2 separate regions of the Pan troglodytes genome follow, and region 2 is linked to region 1. A link is a contact called in public Hi-C data. All regions are on one chromosome and are shown on one strand. The core of a region is the stretch at or near the end of the contact, and the rest is flanking DNA. Distances in the headings are between cores, read along the strand shown.

Evidence for each region. Hi-C and Micro-C count contacts between places; a contact is called where the count stands out from the background.
Region 2: a Hi-C map of induced pluripotent stem cells shows a contact between it and region 1, with 2.2 times the contacts expected there. The contact joins two enhancer-like sites. A contact is called at or near these places in 3 of 7 Hi-C or Micro-C datasets (blood, induced pluripotent stem cells and stem cell-derived neural progenitor cells) and 1 of 1 other capture datasets (stem cell-derived neural stem cells).

The regions. Positions count from the first base shown.
Region 1 is chr1:221,061,912-221,067,986 of NHGRI_mPanTro3-v2.0_pri, reverse strand. No RefSeq gene overlaps it. Among named protein-coding and RNA genes, the nearest start is that of C1H1orf127, 38 kb to the right of the region's middle. Within about 2 kb of position 4,751, at least 1 of the 24 cell types and tissues checked has an H3K27ac peak or open chromatin away from gene starts, as enhancers often do. A contact at or near this core is called in induced pluripotent stem cells, where this site is marked.
Region 2 is chr1:221,485,342-221,491,530 of NHGRI_mPanTro3-v2.0_pri, reverse strand. The region is part of intron 2 of PEX14 (peroxisomal biogenesis factor 14); the gene reads left to right. Among named protein-coding and RNA genes, the nearest start is that of DFFA, 35 kb to the left of the region's middle. Within about 2 kb of position 1,755, at least 4 of the 24 cell types and tissues checked have an H3K27ac peak or open chromatin away from gene starts, as enhancers often do. A contact at or near this core is called in induced pluripotent stem cells, where this site is marked.

The DNA.
Region 1 (6,075 bases), core at 3,502-6,001:
CCTGTAATCCCAGCTACTCGGGAGTCTGAGGCAGAAGAATCACTTGAACCCGGGAGGTGGAGGTTGCAGTGAGCAGAGATCGTGCCACTGCACTCCAGCCTGGGCAATAAGAGCGAAACTCCGTCTCAAAAAAAAAAAAGGCCGGGCACGGTGGCTCAGGCCTATAATCCTAGCACTTGAGAGGCCGAGGCGGGCGGATCACAAGGTCAGGAGATCCAGACCATCCCAGCTAACACAGTGAAACCCCCATCTCTATTAAAAATACAAAAAATTAGCAGGGTGTGGTGGCGGGCGCCTGTAGTCCCAGCTACTCGGGAGGCTGAGGCAGGAGAACGGTGTGAACCCGGGAGGCGGAGCTTGCACTGAGCTGAGATCGTGCCACTTCACTCCAGCCTGGGCGACAGAGCAAGACTCCGACTTAGAAAAAAAAATACCCAACAAAAGGTGGCAAAAACCTAAGACAAGGGCGGCAGCAGCAGCAGAAGGGACCTCAAGAGGAAAGCCTGTGTGTTTTGGGGCAGGAATTATGCTTGCCACGCTAGGGCACTTGGCTGGTATGGAAATTCAGGCCGTGTTTCTCAACATTCTTGACCGTGACTTCAGAGTAAGAAATATCTTTTGGGCCAGACAGGGTGGCTCATATCTATAATCCCAACACGTTGGGAGACTGAAGCAGGAGGATCCCTTGAGACCAGGAATTTGAGACTAGCCTGGGCAACATAGTAAGACCCTGTTACCACAAAACATTTTTTTTTTTGAGACGGAGTCTTGCTCTGTTGCCCAGGCTGGAGTGCAGTGGCGCAACCGATCTCAGCTCACTGCAACCTCCGCCTCCCAGGTTCAAGCAATTCTCCTGCCTCAGCCTCCTGAGTAGCTGGGACTGCAGGCGCGTGCCACCACGCTCAGCTAATTTTTTGTATTTTTAATAGAGACGGGGTTTCACCATGTTTGCTAGGATGGTCTCGAAATCCTGATCTTGTGAACCATCCACCTCGGCCTCCCAAAGTGCTGGGATTACAGGCGTGAGCCACCACGCCCGGCCTACAAAACACTTTTAAAAATTAGCTCGACATGGTAGCACATGCCTGTAGTCCCAGCTACTTGGGAGGTTAAGGGCAGGAGGATCACTTGAGCCCAGAAGTTCGAGACTGAAGTCAGCTGTGATAACGTCACTGCACCTCAGCCTGAGTGACAGAATGAGACTCTCTTCAAAAAAAAAAATGTTTTAATTAAAAGATTTAGAAGGGAATTCTGACATATGCTACAACAGGCATGAACCTTGAAGACATTATGCTATAAGGGAACTAAGTCAAACACAAAAGGCAAAAGAACGTAGGATTCTACCTACATGAGGTCCTCAGAGTGGTCAGATTCACAGAGACTGATGTGGTTTGGATGTTTGTCCTCTCCAAATCTCATGTTGAAATATAATCCCCAATGTTGGAGATGGGGCTGGTGGGAGGTGTTTGGGTCATGGTGCGGGATCCCTCACGAATGTCCTGGTGCCATCCTCATGGATTAGCGAGTTCTCCCTCTCAGTTCATGCAAGATCTGGTTGTTTAAAAGAGCATGAGGCCAGGCGCGGTGGCTCACGCCAGTAACCCCAACACTTTGGGAGGCCAAGGCGGGCAGATCACCTGAGGACAGGAGTTTGAGACCAGCTTGCCAACACAGCGAAACCCCGTCTCTACTAAAAATACAAAAATTAGCCAGGTGTGGTGGCACATGCTTGTAATCCCAGCTACTCGGGAGGTTGAGGCACGAGAATCACTTGAACCCGGGAGGCAGAGGTTGCAGTGAGTGAGATCGCGCCACTGCACTCCAGCCTGGGAGACAGAGTGAGAATCTGTCTCAACAGCAACAACAAAAAAAGACCATGAGGCTGGGCATGGTGGCTCACATCTGTAATCCCAGGACTTTGGGAGGCCAAGGCGGGTGGATCACTTGAGGCCAGGAGTTCGAGACCAGCCTGGCCAACATGGAGAAACCCTGTCTATACTAAAAATACAAAAATTAGCTGGGCGTGGTGGTGCATGCCTGTAATCCCAGCTACTTGGGAGGCAGAGGTGGGAGGAGGGCTTCAACCTGGGAGGTGGAGGTTGCAGTGAGCCAAGATTGCGCCACTGCACTCCAGCCTGGGTGACAGATAGAGACTCCATCTCAAAAATAAATAAATAAATAAAAAGAGCATGCTACCTCTCCCCACCTCTTGCTCCTGCTCTCGACAAGTGACACGCCTGCTTCCTTTTCACCTTGCACCATGATTGGAAGTTTCCTCCGGCCTCATCAGGAGCAGATGCTGGAGCCATGCTTGCACAGCCTGTAGAACTGTGAGCCAATTAAACCTCTTTTCTTTACAACTTACCCAGCCTCAGGTATTTCTTTATAGCAATACACAAGCAGACTAATACAGAGACAGAAAGTAAGGTGGTGGTTACCAGAAGCTGCGGGCAGGGGGGAATAGGGAGTTAGTGTTTAATGGGTGCAGAGTTTCAGCTGGGAAAGATAAAAAAGTTCTAGAAGTGGATGGTGGCAGTGGTTAACTAACCACGTGACTGTACTTAGTGCCACTGAACCCGTGCACTCGTACACGAAAAAACAGTGAAGATCAGCTGGGTGCAGTGGTTTAGGCCTGTAATCCCAGCACCTGGGGAGGCTGAGACAGGAGGATCGCTTGAGGCCAGAAGTTTGAGACCTGGGCAATCTAGTGAGACCCTGTCTCTACCAAAAAAAAAAGAGGTTAAGATTGTAAATTTTATGTTATGTTAATATTTATAATTATATAAATATTATATAATAGCATATAATATTTATATATATATATATTTTTTTTTTTTTTTTGAGATGGAGGCTCGCTGTGTCGCCCAGGCTGGAGTGCAGTGGCGCGATCTCTGCTCACTGCAAGCTCCGCCTCCCGGGTTCAGGCCATTCTCCAGGCTCAGCCTCCGGAGTAGCTGGGATTACAGGCGCCCGCCACCACGCCCAGCTAATTTTTTGTATTTTTAGTTGAGACGGGGTTTCACCGTGTTAGCCAGGATGATCTTGATCTCCTGACCTCATGATCCACCCACCTGGGCCTCCCAAAGTGCTGGGATTACAGGCGTGAGCCACCGCGCCCGGCCTATTTTTTTTTTTTTAGATAAAGTCTTGCACTGTCGCCCAGGCTGGAGTGCAGTGGCATGATCTCGGCTCACTGCAACCTCCACCTGTCTCCTGGGTTCAAGCAATTCTCCTGCCTCAGCCTCCCAAGTAGCTGGGACTATAGGTGTGTGCCATCACGCCTGGCTAATTTTTGTATTTTTAGCAGAGACAGGGTTTCACCATGTTGGCCAGGCTGGTCTCAAACTCCTGACCTCAAGTGATCCACCCACCTCGGCCCCCCAAAGTGCTGGGGTTACAGGCGTGAGCCACCACACCCAGCCTATACGTATATTTTTTAACACGCACACACACACACACACACATACACACACACACACACACATGATTTAGAAAGCTCTATACCAAGCTTATCCAACCTGCGGCATGGGATGGCTTTGAATGCAGCCCAATACAAATTCATAAACTTTCTTAAAACATTATGAGATTTTTTGTGATTTTTTTTTTTTTTAGCTCATCAGCTATCATTAGTGTTAGTGTATTTTATGTGTGGCCCAAGACAGTTCTTCTTCCACTGTGGCCCAGGGAAGCCAAAAGACTGGATACCTTAGCTTACCAAATCTAACAGAAGTTGCCATGAGGAAGGGAGTGACTGGGGTCAGTGCAGGCAAAGGGGTCTTTCGTGTTTTACTCTCTATGCCTCTGTGGGGTTTGTAATTTTTGCAATGAGTGCTTTTAAGTGACTTACTTGATTTTAAAAAACCAATTTACTGTATGTATGTGTGTGTGTGTGTATATATATATATATATATATAATTCAGAGTGGCCCCAGGAGTAGAGTGTTAGAAGGTGTCCATGAAGGAGGGGTTGGGATCTGGGGAGGCCTGAGGAGGCGGGCGGGTGTGGCCACAGGCAGTACCCTATTAGATCCAGTGCTGAGTGCAGCTGGGGAGGGTGTCTAAGTTGGATAACTGCTCACTGGGAGAGGGAGTTATAATCCACCACAGTAAATACTGGGAGCTCTAACCCAGTGTCAGAACCCAGAGAAGGTCGGGCACAGTGGCTCACGCCTGTAATCCCAACACTTTGGGAGGCCAAGGCGGGCAGATCACTTGAGGTTGGGAGTTAGAGATGGGCCTGGCCAACATGGCAAAACCCTGTCTCTACTAAAAATATAAAAATTAGCCAGGCATGGTGGCATGCGCCTGTAATCCCAGCTACTTGGAAGGCTGAGGCAGGAGAATGGCTCAAAACCTGGAGGTGGAGGTTGCAGTGAGCTGAAATGGCACCCCTGCATTCCAGAGCCCAGAGAAGGTGCCTGATCCAACCTGAGGACCCAGAGGGCTTCCTGGAAGAAGTGGCTGGCGCAGGGGCACTGAGTGTGAGTAGTGAGGCTGAGCAGTCACGGGGCCTGCCAGGAGGGGAGACTGCCATGAAGTACCCTCTGGAGCCGAGAGCCTCTGGGCTACCGTGAAGCACCCTCTGGACCCCAAGCATCCCCAGGCCTGCAAGCTGAGCGAGGGAGGGTTGGACTGGGCTGGGGGCTGTTGTCCCCTGACCCCCACATCCACATCCACATAGGTCCTGCCCAGCCCTCTCCCCAGAAACTGGCCTAGGGCACCACAGGAGCAGTTATGCAAATCGCCTCCAGGTGTGGCTCTCATTACCTTTTGGCGGCTGGGGCTGCAGAACGCCCTGATGCCACACTGGGCCGGAGGTTGGGGGATCGGGGAGGAACAAACAGCCTGCGCCCTTCTCTTCCCCCAACTACAGCTTCAGTGGAAAAGAAAAACATCTCTCTCTGGAAGAGCCCCCAAAACCTCATCACATCTGGTTCCCATCGGCCCCATTTGGTTCTAATCATCCCACTTCCTGCTACCGTCTCTGGGTGCCCCCAACCCCTGCCAAGTTGTGGGAACAGCCCCCACCCCTTCCCTCAGCCTTCAGCAAATCCTGCTCAGTGGGGTCCCTGACAGCTTCATTCAGACATGGAAGACTGGTGCTCAGGAGCCGCGGGTGGCTGTGGTCCTGGACAAAGCAGCTCTAGATTGAAAGGCTGTGTCAGGGGTGGGTCCCAAGTGTCCCCCTGCAGTCCTAGGGATGCTTGGGGTCTATCCAGGCTCCAGAGGGTCCTGGGCTCACCATGAATGTGATGGATCATCTCGCTGCCCCCAGATGTTTCCCCAGACCTTTCCTCTGGCTGTTCCTGCGGCTTGGGGGCCTGTGCTTTCATAGTGCCCACACACAGCCTGCCAGGTCCCGCCCAGACCTCCAGGAACCCCGCTGTCCCCTAGGCCTGGTTCCCCTCACCTCTTGCGGTGGGCCTTCCCGTGCATCAGGCACTGTGTTGGGCTACCTGCTCCCCACCTCCACCTCCCACCAACCCTCCCTGGGAGGTCCTTGGTAACCAGGAGTAAATCAGAGGCTCTGTCTGTCCTGAGAGCACAGAAGCAAGACGAAGTTGTGTTTACCTGGAGGGCATTTCCCTTCAAAGCCACTTCCAAAGGCCCCAGGGCCTCCGGGACAGAGCTGGGATAGGGTAGGGTAAGGGTGGGTGTGTCATGGAGCAAACAGATGATGGGTGGCAGGCGAGGCCAGGAGACGAAGCCCAGAGAGCAAGGACTCCAGGCGCTGCCCAAGCGGACCCAGAGAAACGATTTGAAGGGAAAGTCACAGAATCCCTCCATTCTCCCCTCCAGGTGGTGGCAGCTTGGGACCGGCTGGGAGTGCGTCTCTCTCTCCAGGGCAGGACACGGCCTTCAGCCCTCCCAGGTGCTGCTGTCAGGACCAGGTGACACGTGATGGACAGCATTTGTCCCGAATTATAACTAATCATTACCAGGTTGCACACACTATGCGCAAAGCTCTGCACCACCTGAGTCGAGTGTGTTAACTCCCTTCATCCTCACAGAAACCCAAGAGGGAGCTGCTTCCATGGTAATGATAATTATTATCATCCCCATTTCACAGATGAGA
Region 2 (6,189 bases), core at 506-3,005, 430 kb before region 1:
TCAGTCTGTGGGCCCACACTCAAAGCAAAGGGCTTGGCTTTACATCAAAAGATCAGCAGTGACTGAATGTTTATAGGTTTTCAGTTAATAGAAAATGTTTTCAGTATGTGGAGCAGGTTCCATGTTTGATTCCCTGCTTTAACTGATTTTTTGATTAACCGAACAATTACTAGCTCCGATCACATAGGCCAGGAGGGCTTCTACTCTGTAATATTCTGGCCTCGCTGTTGGTGTCTTTATTTTGGTTACTTTGTTTGATTCCAACAAATTTGTGAGAATTACTCATTTTGCAGTGAGGAGACTGAGCCCAGAGCATTCAAGTTCCTACAGCTAAGAAGTGGCAGGACTGGGATTGAAAGCTGGTGTCCATGCTGCTGAACCTGTGCAGACGGGGAGAGCAGGTATGGGTGCGGTGTGGACCGCGCTGTCAGGCACACTAGCGTGCGTGCGGGGCGCCCGCTGCACAAACGTATCTGCAGCTGATGCTCAGTGCTGCCTGGTGATTCTGTATCTTCTTTCTGAGGCTGCTGCCTTAGTGTGCTCTCCGTGGTTGGAGTCTTTTGTGTGCATCTTAGCTGTTGAAAAGGCGCCTATTAATTTATCACAGGTGATGTGTGCCTCCTTGTGCTCAGAGGAGGCGTCTGCACCCATGTACCTCACTAATGACAGGTTATGGGATGGAGAGGAGATAATAGGATCTTTTCATGTGATGTCTATATAGCAAGGTGCTATGTCCCTGGTAGCTTCTAGGGGGCAGCAGCCGCTTGTTGTTCTGTCTCTTGCTGGCGGAGAGAAGGTTGGACAATTGAGCAATTTGCTCTGGACTCCAGCTCTTAAAGTGGTGCCTGCAGGTCTCCAGGGAGTCACTGGAATCCACATAAGTAAAGAAAATACAATATCCAGGATCTTTTATTTCTACTTTCTCTGCCCCCTCAGGTAAATCCTTTATCTGTGTTTCTATCAACATCCACAAATTCCTCATTGTCAGAGTTAAGGCAGCAAAGTTCACCTGCTTTGAAGATAAGAGAATAGAGATGTCTTTAAGAGAGTAAAATCTTTCTGTCAGATCTTACTTGTTGCCAAGAGCTAGACATTGATAACCCACTCAAATAATGTTTAGAGGTTTTGAAACTTTCCCCCATGGGCACGTGTCTTTAATTCTGTTGGGAATACCACTGTCATATGGTTGATTACCTGTTCTTCCTGTCAGCACTTCCCCCCAACCCCACTCCCTCCCCCTATCCAAACTAGTCTTACAGAGGTTTCTCTTCAATTCTAAATGACTTATTTCAGAAACACATGAAGGGGAACATTGCAGATGTGCCATTTTTTTGTTTTTTGTTTTTGTTTTTTTTTTGAGACGGAGTCTCGCTCTGTCACCCAGGCTGGAGTACAGTGGCGCGATCTCGGCTGTCTGCAAGCTCTGCCTCCCGGGTTCATGCCATTCTCCTGCCTCAGCCTCCCGAGTAGCTGGGACTACAGGCGCCCGCCACCATGCCCTGCTAATTTTTTTGTATTTTTAGTAGAGACGGGGTTTCACTGTGTTAGCCAGGATGGTCTCGATCTCCTGACCTCGGCCTCCCAAAGTGCTGGGGTTACAGGCGTGAGCTGCCGCGCCCGGCCTTGGATGTGCCAGATTTTTAGACTGGGGGCCCAAGACTGACATATGGGCAACTTGTGCCTTGTCAGAGTGAGTCCCAGCTCCCTCTCCCCCAGAAGTGCACCTCCTACTGTGCCCTCTGAATGCTCCTGCCTGCCAGATCTTCCAGCTATGTGGCTGAGGCAGGTGCCCAGGAGGAGAAAGGCTGGTTGCAGGCAGAACCAGATGGTTGCAGTCCACACGGGGAAGCAAATTGGCCGCGACATTTCAACCATGTGAGGTTTATTTAGGATTAGCTAAGAATTCTCAGCCTTGACTCCACTGAGGGAGGAGCGGGTGACCTAGGGCCACTTTCTTGTGGGTTTGCATTCTTTCAGGCTTTCATCTGAAGATCCCAGGGTACTGGGGAAGGGTGGGAGTTTCCATCCAGCTCCACTGCAGAGAGTGGCATTCCTGAAAGACAAAGGCATGCCTCCTTTTTTTTTTGAGACGGAGTCTCGCTCTGTCGCCCAGGCTAGAGTGCAGTGGTGCGATCTCGGCTCACTGCAAACACCGCCTCCTGGGTTCACGCCATTCTCCTGCCTCAGCCTCCCGAGTAGCTGGGACTACAGGCGCCCGCCGCCACGTCCGGCTAATTTTTTTGTAATTTTTTTTTTGTTGTTAGTAGAGATGGGGTTTCACCATGTCAGCCAGGATGGTCTCAATCTCCTGACCTCGTGATCCGCCTACCTCGGCCTCCCAAAGTGTTGGGATTACAGGCGTGAGCCACCGCGCCCGGCAAAGGCATGCCTCTTAACCTCACCTCTCCAGCTCTCTGTTGTCTGAAAAATGGCAGTTAATAGAATTTGTTAATAAACAGAAGAAATAACGAGAAATAGTGGCACATCATTTGACAGTAAGGTGGTTTATAATTTCTGCTTATCAAATGATTCTCATTATTATTATTTCTATTGGATTTTTGAAGAATTCAGCCTGGTCCCCAGAGCCCCATTTGTAAGGCATTTTATTTCTTTATAATATCTAGAAATAACTTCAGTTCCAGTGAAATCCAGATCTGTGGTCCCATCCCACTCCCCAGCCCTGGTTCTCTCCCCTTCCTCTCTGCTTGTCTTCTGTGACCTCAGCGGGCTCCATCAGGTGGGGGTATCCCCTACTGACCAGACTGGCAGAGCTAATGCTGGCTGGAGGAACGCTGCCGTGTTTGTTTTAGCAGTTCCTGGATTTGGTTTAATGTACAATTGATTTTTTTAATGTATTTAATCATTTTTTTCTTACCTCTTAAGGATTAACCTGCACAAACCTCATTTTATCCTAAGTGTGGCTTTGGGAGGAAGGGAGGAGAAAATTGAGTTTCTCCAGCTTATTTTATTCTTTTACGCTTTATTTTCCAAATGGCTTTTCCTGCCGAAGCAGCTTTGTATAATACAATGTATTTTCGTGGCCATTACTTACTCATTACTAACTGGTCTCTCCCGCTTCCCTTTGTCTGTGAACTAAATACAGGGGGCCTCAAGATAATTGGTAGCTCCATCACTGACCCACCAATTATAGATCAGCAGGGAAGGCAGCCCAGGGATGGTTTGTGGTTGGCACAGGCTGCCCACCTAGAAATGTGAGTTATTCTCTACCTGCCACCAAGTTGGGCTTGACTAGATCGATCCTTTCCTAATTTTGGACTTTGGCATCTCTAATTGCATCACACGGCTCCCTGGTTTACAGGTTTCAGCCTCATTTCATCCCTACATGTGCTGCTGGTGTCTTTCTTAGTTCATGCCTCCTTGGCATGTCTACAAAGTATTAATTTGCAGAGGTTTTGTTTGTATTTTCCTTTGAGGTTCCCTGGTGCCTAGAATGGTTAGATGGCAGGCTGCAGATAAATAATTCTGTTGAAACAGCAGGTTTCTGTGCATTTTTGTCTGGTGTGTCCAAGTAAAGGCAAGTCTTTGTGGGCACCATATTAAGCCCCCTTTTTGAGCATTTATCTGATTTGTGTTCCAGCTTATCTACTTTGCTCTGGCATGGAGAAGGAAAAGTCCCATTTCCTGCTAGGCTGCCAGGCACTTATGTAAGACTTTTAGGTGCCAAAGTAGGAAAGGAGTCCCTGTGTTGTATGGCCGTATATATTTTGCGTGTGTGTTTCCTGGGTGTTTGGCACCTAGGCACTTTGCTAAGCCCTGTATGGGTTGGGCATATACTGTATTGCTCAGCTCCTGGCAGAAAATAGGCACTCATACATATTTGTGGAATGAGTGAGTGTGTGTGCTCACTTATGTGCGATGGAGATGATGAGCCAAGGAGTTGGATTGCACAGTTGCTGCCTGGCGTCCTGCTAGGAACTTAGGGTGCAACGTTCCCACTGGGCCACACATATGCCGATGTTCAGTGGATGACTGCTACGCAGGCAACATAAAGAGGCCTTTTATGAAAGGGAACATCAGAGGAAACATTATAACTGAGACCTTTATAGCCTTTCCATTATTATGGTTTAAATCTTGACAGTCTTTATTTGCAATGACACTGGGACCAGTAAAGACAATGCTCACTCCCACCTCCTCGTTCTCCACATCCTGTTCCGTAGCTGTAGTGCACCGATAGGTATCGTTAAATGTGCAGGCAGCAGAGCTGCTGGTTTGTCTAGAAACAGCCCCTTTTGACTCAGAAGTTGGAACCCAGATGACTCACCATTCTATTTGTTTTATTGCAACTGTCATTTCATAAAATGCCCTGAAAGCTTTAAACTGTAAATGCCAAAGTGAGGTTTTTGTCTTTTTTATTTTGTTGTCTCCTGTTTTTTCTAATCTTTTATATTTCTATTTTCTCCTTTCTTTTCAGACTTATTTTCTCTTTCATTACTGTCTCTTTCTCTGTCCCTCCCTTCCTTCCTGCCTCCCCCCTTTGATGACTCTAATGGCATGAGTAGTTGAAGTGGTTTTTGCTAACATCATGGTGCGTTCTTTCCAGCTTTAATGCTATCTGATTGATTGTGTCTCCCCTCAGATTTTTGTGTAGGGTTTAGAAATGGAAATGACCATGCACATCAGAGTTTAAACTTTCCTAGGAAAGTCTGCCATGAACTGTAGGACCTATAACTTCTAGAGATGGAGGGACCCCTGACATCTGTGGACTATGGACTCCTGACTTCTGTGGACTGTAGAATTTATGACTTCTGTGGATTGTGGGGCCTCTGACTTCCATAGACCATGGGACTGTGACTTCTGTGGACCCGGGGACCTCTGAATTCCAGGGACTGTGAGACCTCTGACTTCTGTGGCCTGTGAGATCTCTGACCTCTGTGGCCCGTGGGACCTCTGACTTCTGTGGTCTCTGGGACCTGTGACCTCTTTGACTTCCAAGTCTTCTGTGGACTGCAGGACCTCATCAACATGTGTATTGCCAGAAGAGAGGCTTGATCGTGTTAACCTGTTTCTCTCCAGAGGTGTCACATACTAGAATTTCTGCTCAGTCTTATGGCTTAGGTGGGGTGTTGAGTCTAAATATATATATTTTTTGAGACGGAGTCTTGCTCTGTCACCCAGGCTGGAGTGCAGTGGCATAATCTTGGCTCACTGCACGCTCCGCCTCCCGGGTTTACGCCATTCTCCTGCCTCAGCCTCCCGAATAACTGGGACTACAGGTGCCTGCCCCCACGCTCGGCTAATTTTGGTATTTTTAGTAGAGACAGGGTTTCACCATGTTAGCCAGGATGGTCTCGATCTCCTGACCTCGTGATCTGCCCGCCTCGGCCTCCCAAAGTGCTGAGATTACAGATGTCAGCCACCGTGCCTGGCCCAAGTCTAAATTTTTAAGGACTAGAGCTCTCAGACCGGGACTTTCCGGATCTTTTTTTCTGATACCCAACACTGTGGCACTTGACTAAGTCACCTGATTGATGACATGAGCATTGCTGGGTGTTGAAACACCTGGCCAGGGAAACAGGGACTTCTGTGGATTTATCCAAAGGATGGCAGACAGATTGTGGAATTTTAATGAAGGTGGGGTGGATCCCTGATGTTCGCCTGCTTTGAAGCATAGCAGAATCCCAGCATTAACTTCAGGGGTGTTGGTTGGAAACCTGCACTGGCGTCGGTGGTTATATTCCACATTTGTCAAATCCTTAAATCCAACTGAACTAATTTTAGAAGTAGCTAGTTATAATGAAAAAGAACAATATATTCAGATGCATAGGATCGTTTTTAAATGAAATGCTCCCTGTTCTTTTCCTTCTTTTTTTTTTTTAATTTTTATTTTTTATGATGGAGTCTTGCTCTGTCGCCAGGCTGGAGTGCAGTGGCGTGATGTCGGCTCACTGCAACCTCCGCCTCACGGGTTCAAGCGATTCTCCTGCCTCAGCCTCCTGAGTAGCTGGGACTACAGGTGTGTGCCACCACGCCCGGCTAATTTTTTGTATTTTTAGTAGAGATGAGGTTTCATCGTGTTAGCTGGGATGGTCTGGATCTCATGACCTCGTGATCCACCCACCTTGGTCTCCCAGAGCTGGGATTACAGGCGTAGGCCACCGCGCCCGGCCCTTTTCCTTCTTTTATAAAAGGCCTTTGGTCTCTTTTGGCCTTCAGGGTGAGCCATCCTTT